Regions from separate parts of the Ovis aries genome. Here region 1 is linked to region 2. The links are chromatin contacts, called in public Hi-C maps. All regions are on one chromosome and are shown on one strand. The core of a region is the stretch at or near the end of the contact, and the rest is flanking DNA. Distances in the headings are between cores, read along the strand shown.

The links. A called contact is a pair of places that touch in the nucleus more often than the background predicts.
Region 1: a Hi-C map of hypothalamus shows a contact between it and region 2, with 8 times the contacts expected there. The contact joins two enhancer-like sites. A contact is called at or near these places in 13 of 16 Hi-C or Micro-C datasets (blood, hypothalamus, liver and 7 more).

What each region holds. Positions count from the first base shown.
Region 1 is chr3:5,062,148-5,067,542 of ARS-UI_Ramb_v3.0, reverse strand. No RefSeq gene overlaps it. Among named protein-coding and RNA genes, the nearest start is that of RAPGEF1, 22 kb to the left of the region's middle. Within about 2 kb of position 3,317, at least 5 of the 54 cell types and tissues checked have an H3K27ac peak or open chromatin away from gene starts, as enhancers often do.
Region 2 is chr3:4,608,472-4,613,175 of ARS-UI_Ramb_v3.0, reverse strand. NTNG2 (netrin G2) reads left to right here. Exons shown (of 11, transcript XM_042248034.2): 9 at 912-1,079; 10 at 2,942-3,076; 11 at 3,557-4,548. The coding sequence ends at 3,792. Among named protein-coding and RNA genes, the nearest start is that of TRNAE-UUC, 31 kb to the left of the region's middle. Within about 2 kb of position 3,210, at least 28 of the 54 cell types and tissues checked have an H3K27ac peak or open chromatin away from gene starts, as enhancers often do.

The sequences.
Region 1 (5,395 bases), core at 2,068-4,567, 450 kb before region 2:
AATTTCTGCGCCTCTGTGTTTCACTGACTGGATGTGCCATATTTTATTGCAGTGGTCCCCAACCTTTTTGGCACCAGGAACCAATTTCATGGAAGACAATTTTTCCATGGACTTCCAGGGGGATGGTTTCAGGATGATTCAAGCGCTTTATGTTTATTGTGTCCTTTATTTCTAAAGGGTTTCCCTGGTGGCTCAGATGGTGAAGAATCTGCCTGGAATGCAGGTGACCCGGGTTTGATCCCTGGGTCAGGAAGATCCCCTGGAGAAGGAAATGGCTATCCACTCTGGTATTCTTGCCTGGAGAATTCCATGGACAGAGGAGCCTGGCGGGCTATAGTCCATGGGTCAGCAGAGTCAGACACGACTGAGCGACTATCACTTTCATTTCACTCATTTACAACCTAATGCTGCCACTGATCGGACAGGAGATACCAGTCCGTGGCCCAGAGGTTGGGGACCCCTGCTTTATTGGGCCAATTCCATGCTGTTAGAGCTTACATTGTTTCTAAATTTACCATTACAAGCCATGTTATTATGAGCATCCTTGTGTATATGTCTTTGCTAGAAGTGACATTTCTGGGTCAGGAAATACCCGTATGTGGAATGTTGATACATGTTGCCATATTGTCCCCTAGAAAGATTGTATCAATTTATGCTTTCCCTTGATGGGTTTGTCCTCTGACTGCACAATCCCTCTGTCTCCTCATTAAGCCACACTTTAAGAAAGGGCATAGCCAATAAAAATTCCAGATAAACTTTATTTCTACATTACATACAATCCAGGATGTCAGAATGAAAACAAAGGCACATCTTCCTTATTTACAAATTCCTACGCGGCAAATGCATCAACTCATCACTTGGGCTGTTCTTTTTTTTTTTTTTTTTATGAAAAGACAATGCTCTAGATTTTAGAAAGATCAACCATTCCTAGCTTTGATATGACATTTCCTTTGGTCTTCACCTGACAAGTCTTGAAATCCTGTCTACCCTCACTTTCGCTGCTCTGAAAAGCAAACCATGAAGCCTCTCGTTTGCTAGAGGGGGAAAAATTAATTGTCACAGTTGTCCAGGCCCAGAAAGTGTGACTAAGACAACCCGAAGGTCAGTGCTAAAAGGAACATCCTTTAGGCTTGACAAAGTCGGTCCTGGGCCAGAGAGAGTTCACCGGCGGCTCCCTGTACTGTTCCTTATCGATTGGGAGGGCTTGGTCAAGCTACTTATCAATAAATGTGTCCTTGAGAGTGAAATGGGTGCAATAATAGTGACCAGGCTTGTAAGGCAGGGAGTGATGCCTTCACAGGAAGGATGGAGAAAGGAAGTTCCAAGTAAGAGAGATGATTCATAGAACATCAGCTGATCAAGGGAGAGGGCAGGGCTGGAAGACAGTGCTCCTGAATCCCACCCAGCTGTCGGGACTTCCCTGCTGGTGTAGTGGTTAAAGAATCCGCCTTGCGACGCAAGGGATGTGGGTTCAATCCCTGGTGGGGGAGCTAAGGTTCCACGTGCCGAGAGCAACTAAGCCTGAGCACTGTGACCACTGAAGTGCATGCACCCCCAAGCCCGTGAGCCGCAACTAGAACCCGTGTGCCGCAACGAGCGATCCCGCACGACGCAATCAAGACCCGACACGGGAAAAAAGAAAAAGCCAGCTGTCCCTAAAGTAACGCTGAGCCTTCCCACTTGTAAAGTTAAGGGAGGGAAAGTAAGTTGCTGAGTAAGCGCTCAAGAAATGACACAGCATGGTGATCCACAGGCGTGCCATGCTTTCACCGTTGTATCCATAAGCAGCCTGCTGTGTTGTAGACAGAAGGCTCAAACCCCCGCATCCTTTTCCCAACCCATGGGACTTTGGTGCTGTCAGTGTCCGACCCCGCTACCAAATGTGCCTTCGTGCAAAATCTGCAAACCAGAATCTGCACTCACAGCTTTTTTTCTTTAATTAAAATAGCTTTTATTGCCTTTTTTTCCATATTGAAAAAACTATAACACTTTCATTATAGGGGGAAAATGATGAAAATTACAGAGAAGCAAAAAGAAAGGGGCAAAAAGCCACCATCCTATTCTGCAGCTTTGAACTAGGAAATCAATTAAATATATTTCAGGAAAGGAAGCCATCTAGCAGGATCCTTTGGGGTTTTCAAAACAGTGAATAACGGCCAGCCTCCCCAGGATCCTGTCTGTGCTTCACACGAGTGGTCTCTGCGGGGCCCTACAGCCATCCCCAGGCCCCTCTGGCCTCAGAGTCCCACCCACCACTGCCCTGCACTGCCCACCACTCCTCCCCTCCCTCTGTGTCTGTTGGCTTTCATTAATGAAGCAGGATAATCTTAAGTGTACACCTTGATGACTTTTCACAAGTGTGTGCACCAGTATAGCCATCATCCAGAACAAAATCTAGAGTACACACAGCCCCCCCCCTTGCACAGGCTCCCCCAACTTCTTGGAGACAACTCCTATTCTGACCCCCACCATCACAGATTCACTTAGCCTGGTTTTGAATTTCATGTAAATGGGAAGTCTGGGTCTTTCCATTGCTCAACATTATGCCTATGAGATTCACTTATGCTATACATGTAGCCCCTTTTCATTGCTGCCAAATATTCCATCACAGGAACCTTATAAGACTGCCACAACGTAACTCATCCATTTTACTGCTGATGGACATCTGAGTTGTTTCCAGGGTTGAGCTATTACAGCTAAAGCAGCTGTGGACATGGTGCTTGTCTGTCTGTGGACAGAGGGTGTGTGTTTCCTGAGTCCAGGTGCTGATACAGGAATGGACATGCTGGGTGTATGCATGTATTCCGAGCTTCGGCAGGCACTGTCAAACACTGCCGCCAGGCGGTGCCTCAGTTAACACTCCTGCCTGTCTGTCCGCTTTCAGAATGTGCCGTGGTGACGCAGCTAATCATGAAGCTTACACTGTAGAGTTCCACTGCCACTCTAAACTCCATTTAAGGGACAGAGACACCGTATGCCTTGCAATTCTATTTTCCTTCTTCCCTATTTATGCCACCTCCACAGGGTCCATACATACACGCGCACGCACACACCCACCCTGAGCCAGGCACCTGAACAGGGATTCCCCGGTGCCCGTGATCCAGCCTGATTTCTAGCCACGCCCTCTCTCCAGCGCCTGCGAGGTCTTGTAGGCTTCTCCCACTCATGTCCTGGATGGGGGGATGGTGGTCACTGTGTGGTCCCGACCCCATAGCACCGGGCAACGGAACGTCTCTGCAGCTCTAGGATGTGAAGGGCAAGGGCGAGCGTCCCTCTGGACAAGCAGGGCTTTGGTCGGAATCCCGCATGGAGCCACTAGAGGGCGACACAGCCCCGCAGAAGCACCACCTGCCCGGCTCCACACTGAACAGGGAGAGGGGCTGGACGGGCAGGGACTGACCTGCCTTCTCGTACTCCTCGGGGACCCATCTGTCTCCCTCCTTCACACCGTGAGGTGGAGAGCTGGGGCCCTCGGATGGGCGGTGGCGGGTGGGCGGGGATCCAGGGCCCACTTGCCTCTTGTTCCTCCCCAGTTTTGGTTTTTGGGAGAATCACTGAATCCTTCTGTGCCTTAGTTTCCACACCTGTAAAATGGCAACAATAGTACCACGGGTGTGTTGTGAGGCTTCGTGCAGGTAATAAGTGTTAGTGACAATCGTAATAACAGTTGTCGCGGGCGCACTCTCTGCTGGAGTCTGTGTGGCTCTCGGGGCTGGTGCTTTAAAGCATCCTCTCCTGGAATCCTCACCTCTGCCCTCTGAGGACCGGGGAGGGGAGGGAGGGGAGGGAGGAGGAGCCGCGTCTGTGCCCTCCCCACCCTCACCCTGGCAGGTGCCCTGCTCCCGGCTGGCCTGCACACTTAGCTCCTTCCTTTCTGCCACAGCCCACCCCGGTCGGTGCTGCAATTATTCCTGCTGAGTGCAAGACTAAGGGGCCAGCTGACCCGGCCGAGTCGCAGGAGCCAGGTTGCAGGACTCCACGACGCAGTGAGAGTCGCAGGTCGACACTGGGCGGTGTCTGCCAGCCCTGGGGCATCGTGTGCGCATGTGGCTGTCAGCTCCCCCGGTGACATCTGTGCTGCTGTTATCTGAGGATACAAGCCCACAGGTGGCTCCCCGGGGCTCGCTGTACCCCCCAAACCTTGCTTCTCTCCCCATAGTGTGAGGAGGCAGAGGGAAATCTGTGCCCCTGGTAGGCGCCCCAAAAGTCCTGAGGCTCGAGGGACAGTGGGGTGGGGAGTCCTGTGGTGTCAAACCCGCCTCCCTACTTCCTGCCACAGCCACTCTTACAATCTTTGTATATTTTATTCTGGAAAAAGAGTTCTGATGCTAAAATTAACCGCCCCCCCCCAAATGTTCAAAACCACTAGACCAGGTTATTCTGGAGGTCCCTCAGAGTTCTAAATATTTTATGAAAACCTTTCTTGAACCCATTTCTATTTTTAGCTGAAAGTTCAATTTACCTTTGCCCTACTGAGTGCAGACTTCTTTGTCTTTTTATTATTTTTTTTAATCTTAAAATTTGCCGTCTTGCGTTGCAGGCATTCCCTACCCCCATATCTAGTCCTGGCGGCCCCAGCCCTATGCCTCCTGTTTTCTCATTCTGAGTTGGCAGCCTAACCTTACTCTCTAGGGTTCGTCACAAGACCACCATTTAACATTATCGATCTGGCCCTTTCCTAGCCCGAACTTGCAGCATTTCTCACAGAACAGCAACCAGAAGCCCACACAGCGTTCCAGGCATGGGGCACCAAGGTCCAGTGGAAGAGAATGAGGCCGGAAAGAGGAAAAAGAGGCTCACAGATACGTGCGCATTTGTTTCATCAACACTTTCTGATCGATGCTTCCTACCTTCGCTTTTGAATGCAGAGGTGAATCCATTCTACTTGAATAAATTCCACAATTGAGTAGATTTCATATCCCACCAGGGAATCAAGTCATGTGGCAAGAACGCCCACTTGCCCTGTAAATAAACTCTATTCCAGCCTCATCCGCAGCCCAGCTCTGAACGAGCACCTCACTCTTTCAGCGGGGACTCCTTCAGATGTCGCTGTCCTCTGAAGGACACAGTGTCCTTCACCACAGAGGCCCCCCCTCCACTCAGCCAGCATAAGAATGAGATGATCAACTGCATCAGCCAGTGATCAGTCCAGAAGTGCCCATCATGTGCCTTGTGAGGACCTCGCAGTGTTAGAAGCACTGTGGGTGGGGAGGCAGAAGAAACCAGAGTCTCCACACGCAGAGTGGAACTGCGCTTGAAGCTGACATGGCCTTGGCCTTGGGCGCTGCTGGGAAACGCAGCATGGGTGCTAAGGGAGGGGGCGGCTTAGAACAGCATCCGCATCGTTGCCCTGACCCTCACAGCCTTGCCTGAGCTCCTGTCCTCCCTGGGGGTC
Region 2 (4,704 bases), core at 1,961-4,460:
TCCCTTCTCCCATCACAAAGAGAAGGGTGGCTCCTCTAGGGATACACAAATGGTGTCTCGCAAAGGGCATCCTTCCTTGTTCAAGGAGAGGCTGAACCCCTTAGGAGGGGACACCAAGGGATGGCCCCCATCTGTGGCAGGGAAGGTGACCCTCCTCACCAAACTCCATCCCCTTGATGATGTCATGGAAGCCGCCTCCAATCCCTGGGGGCCTCACCTCTGGGGATCACCCAGTGCCTCCAGTGAGAGTCAGAAGCTGGGCCAAGGCTGGCCTTGGAGGTCAAGGCACAAATCTCAGGGCACGTGCTGTCGGGGTCGTGCAAGAGCAGGCACTCTGCTGCCAAACACATCTGCAGAACAGCCCAGGCTAATAAGAAAGGGTCCTGCAGGTGGGGGTTTCCTTGAAGCGTCTTCCAAAGCAGCACGGGGAGGAAGTTCCTGGTCCTTCCCACCTCTGGCGTACATGCATGCGTCTGCCCCTCACTGAATCACTGGGATACCGTGGTGAGCGCCATGTACCCAGGCACCGCCCTCCCTGAGCTCACCACCCGATAGCATGACCCATCCTCCCTGCATGGATCATTTCTAATCACCCCAGCATCCCTCAAGGGAGCGCTTCACCCCGGTACCCAGCCAGGGCTTCAGCGGGTGCTCTCCCTGGTGCCCTGCCCTTGGGGCCAGGTGGAAATTTGTGGGCCGGGCCCATGCTGGTTCTCATTCTGGTTCAAAGCTAGTGGGCCCATCCCTCCCCAAACGGCACAGGAGTGTTGGAGGCCCGGGGCACCTTCCTGTGCCAGGTGCCCCCCCGCCCCTGCCTCAGTTTCCCTGCCTGCACGGGGGCAGGGTCGCAGGAAGGCCCCGTCTCCGTTTGCTCTCTGACCCTTGGTGTTTCTCATGCTCGGCCGGCCCAGACTGCGAGTGCTACGGCCACTCCAACCGCTGCAGCTACATCGACTTCCTGAACGTGGTGACCTGCGTGAGCTGCAAGCACAACACGCGGGGCCAGCACTGCCAGCACTGCCGCCTGGGCTACTACCGAAACGGCTCCGCGGAGCTGGACGACGAGAACGTGTGCATCGGTGAGCCCTCGCCGGCGCGGGGGGCGCGGGGCGCAGGGCGCCGGAGAGGCGTTAGGTGGAGTCTGGAGACCCCTGCACTGGAACCCCCGGGGGAGGCTGGTGGGGGTCATTGTCGTTCGGTCGCTCAGTCGTGTCCGACGCTTTGCAACCCCATGGACTGCAGCTCACCAGGCTTCTCTGTCCTTCACTAACCCCTGGGCTTTGCTCAAACTCATGTCCATTGAGTTGGCGATGCCATCCAACCATCTCATCCTCTGTCACCCGCTTCTCCTCCTGTCCTCAGTCTTTCCCAGCTTCAGGGCCTTTTCCAGTAAATCAGTTCTTCACATCAGGTGGCCAAAGTATTGGAGCTTCAGCTTCAGCATCAGTTCTTCCAATAAATATTCAGGGTTGATCCGGAAAAATTCCAACTCCAGGGCCCACTCCGGCTGGGTGTTTCTAAGGACAGAAGCCTCCAAAATCTGCTCTATTGATAAGCTCCCCATGTGGTTCTCCCCGCAGGCACTGGAGTTTCAGAACCACGTGTTCGAGCCAAAGACAGGGTCTAGGGCTTGCCTGGCTGTGTGGTGGTCGTGGTGGTTTAGTCGCTAAGTCGTGCTCGCCTCGTGCGACCCCATGGACTGTAGCCCACCAGGCTCCTCTGCCTATGGGATTTCCCAGGCAAGGATATTGGAGTGGGGTGCCATTTCCTCCTCCAGGGAGATCTTCCCAAGCCAAGCTGTGTGCCTTTCATCAACTCTCTTCCCCTCTCTGAGCCTGTTCCCCTGTTTGTAAAGTGGGATCAGGTAAAGGGTTGCCCAACCCTTCTGGGGGGACTGATGCTTTTCTTCAAATGCATCTTCTCTTGTGCTTTATAAGCCCTCCACACACCCCCGCCTCCAGTGAGCAAATGGTCTGCTTTCTTTACCCTCTGCGCCAGGCCTGGCTTTTGTGGTAAAGAAGGAAATAAATCTACAAGGGGCCCTGGACCCAGCCAGGGGCAAGCCAACCCCAAAGGTGGGCCCCATGGCCTGCAACCAGCACCCGCTAGACTGCAATGCTGTCCCCCGCAGAGGCCAGTTCTCAGCCCTGGGATGGCGAGCGCCCTTGGGAACCTCTCTGCCCATGCCCCGCCCAGCAGGCTGGCCCTGGCTGTGCAAAGCTGCAGTTGTCAGTCTGAATTATGGCAGCGGCCTTCAGATAATTTCATCAATTCTCAAGTGATCCCAAGGGAAGCGTGCAGCCCATGTCACACTGGCCAGCCGCGGGGGAGAGGGAGGGGCCTCTGGATCCGATTAGAGGCCGTCCTCCACCCCCACCCCAGCACCTCCTTTTTCTTTGCCTGCTGCCTCCACCCCCGGCCCAGCACTAGGCGACAAGGACACCCAGAGTGGAGGCATTTGCCTCCCCCAGCGGGCAGAGGCCCCAGGAAACCGACTGGGAAGGGGCAGGGTGAGGCTGGAGGCCCTGGAGGAGAGCTGTGGATGCCCGCTACACCTTCCCGTCCCCACACACAGCACAGCCCGCAGGTCAGATGTCAGGTGGCCTCGATGAGGCCCCGCCCACCTGTCAGTCACCGCTCTTTGAAGCTGGGGTGGATCAGCGCCCGCCCCAGTTAGAGAAGCAGGGAGATGGGCCCAGAGAGCGGAAAGGGCTGGCCCAGGCCACATAGCGCCAGGGCCAGAAGGAGGCGAAGGGGCTGCCTGGATGGGAGGAAATGCCGTCTTCCCTCGCGATCTGGACACCCCACGCAGCCCTCACCCCACCGTCCAGCCGCGGATGCGGAGATCCGGCCGGGAGGGTGGCGGGGTCTGGCGGGGTGGGTCCGTGCGGACAGCGCCCACAAGTCACCCTGATCACTCGCCGTGCGACTGTCGGTCCAGAGTGTAACTGCAACCAGATCGGCTCCGTGCACGACCGGTGCAACGAGACCGGCTTCTGCGAGTGCCGCGAGGGCGCGGCGGGGCCCAAGTGCGACGACTGCCTCCCCACGCACTACTGGCGCCAGGGCTGCTACCGTGAGTGCGCGCCCGGGGCGCGGGGCCCGGGGCCCGGGGCGGTGGGGCCTGATGCTGCCGGGCGGGGCCAGTGGGTGGGCGGGGCCTGAGGCTGCCGGGGCCTGTAGGTGGGTGGGGCTGATGCTGCAGAGCGGGGTCAGTAGGTGGGCGGAGCCTGACGTCAAAGGCGGGGTCTGGGTGGTGGGCGGGGCCTGATGCGACTGTGGTGTAGGTAGCAGGAAGGGAGCTGGAAGCAAGGGGAGCTGGGAGTTGGTTGGAGTTGGCAGGAGGCGAGAGGGCTTTCGGGGAGGAAGGGAGGCTGTCCGAGGAAGTGATGGGCTGGCGGAGACCCGATGTTAGCCAACGGAAGAGGGTGGAAGGGCGCCCCAGGTACTTGGACCGGCGCATCCCAGTCGCAGAAGCTCCAGCGCGGGTGGTGGTGGTGGTGGGTTCGGGGTGGACCAGACCGCCGCCCGCCTTAACCGCCCCTCCGCCCCGCAGCCAACGTGTGCGACGACGACCAGCTGCTGTGCCAGAACGGGGGCACCTGCGTGCAGAACCAGCGCTGCGCCTGCCCACGTGGCTACACCGGCGCGCGCTGCGAGCTGCCCCGCTGCGACCCCGCCGACGACGAGGGCGGCCTGGACTGCGACCGCGCACCGGGGGCTGCCCCGCGCCCCGCCACCCTGCTCGGCTGCCTGCTGCTGCTGGGGCTGGCTGTCCGCCTGGACTGCTGAGCCCCACGGAGGGCACCCCGGGCAGGGTGAGGGCCAGTCCGCGCGCCCTGTCGCGCCCTGCGCCCCTCGCCCGGAGAGCCGGGGGGCCCCGGGGGCCGGCGTCCGAGGCCTGGCGGTGAGAAGGGTGCGGCCTGAGCTGCTCCCAGGTGCTACTCAGCAGAGTCCTCCCGCCCCGTCCCCCCTACCCCAGTGGCACCTGCCCCCGCCCCTGCACGGCAGCGGGGGATGCTGTGGGGTCCTGGCCCCAGCGGCCTGCGATTTTGGTCTTAGTTTTTCTTTTATATTACCCACCGCCCCTTTCCTTTTTTTTTTTTTTTTTGCCGGCAGTGAGACCGAGGGTGGGGAGAAACGCTGCTCACCCCACACCCTCAGATTCTGCCTCCTGCCACACACACGACTGTTGCAGACACCCCCAACGCCTGTCCCTGGCTCACCACCAGCCAGCGGACCCAAAGTCCAGTTGCCTACAACTCTAGTCGCTGACAATTCTCTTTTCTATTCTTGGTTTTCCTTTGCAACCCACCAGACCCCAGGCCTTTCCAGAGGTCTGGTGACCAAGGAGCTCAGTGTCTGGGGACAGGGAGGTAGGACGGAGGGTTGGGAGGGCCGGACGCTTCCTTTTGCAGAGAACTATTCTTGTTTGTATCAGCTGCCCCTGTGAAGGGGGCCCCGGGCAGGGATGCTGGTCGCCGTTGGGGGGGGTGGTTGATGGTGTGTAATCTGACAGTAAAGAGTCTGCTCACTGCTGCCTCCGGGGCCTGTGTTCTTTCTGCTCTTTTTTTACCCAGCAACTGTGGAGGTGAAATGGGAATTCACAGAAAAGCCTTAAAGAAACGATTTCACTCTTTCACTCTTAAGGCCCATCTCTTCCCCAGGCCCCTCTGTGAATAACGGGCAGGTGTGGCCAGCAGA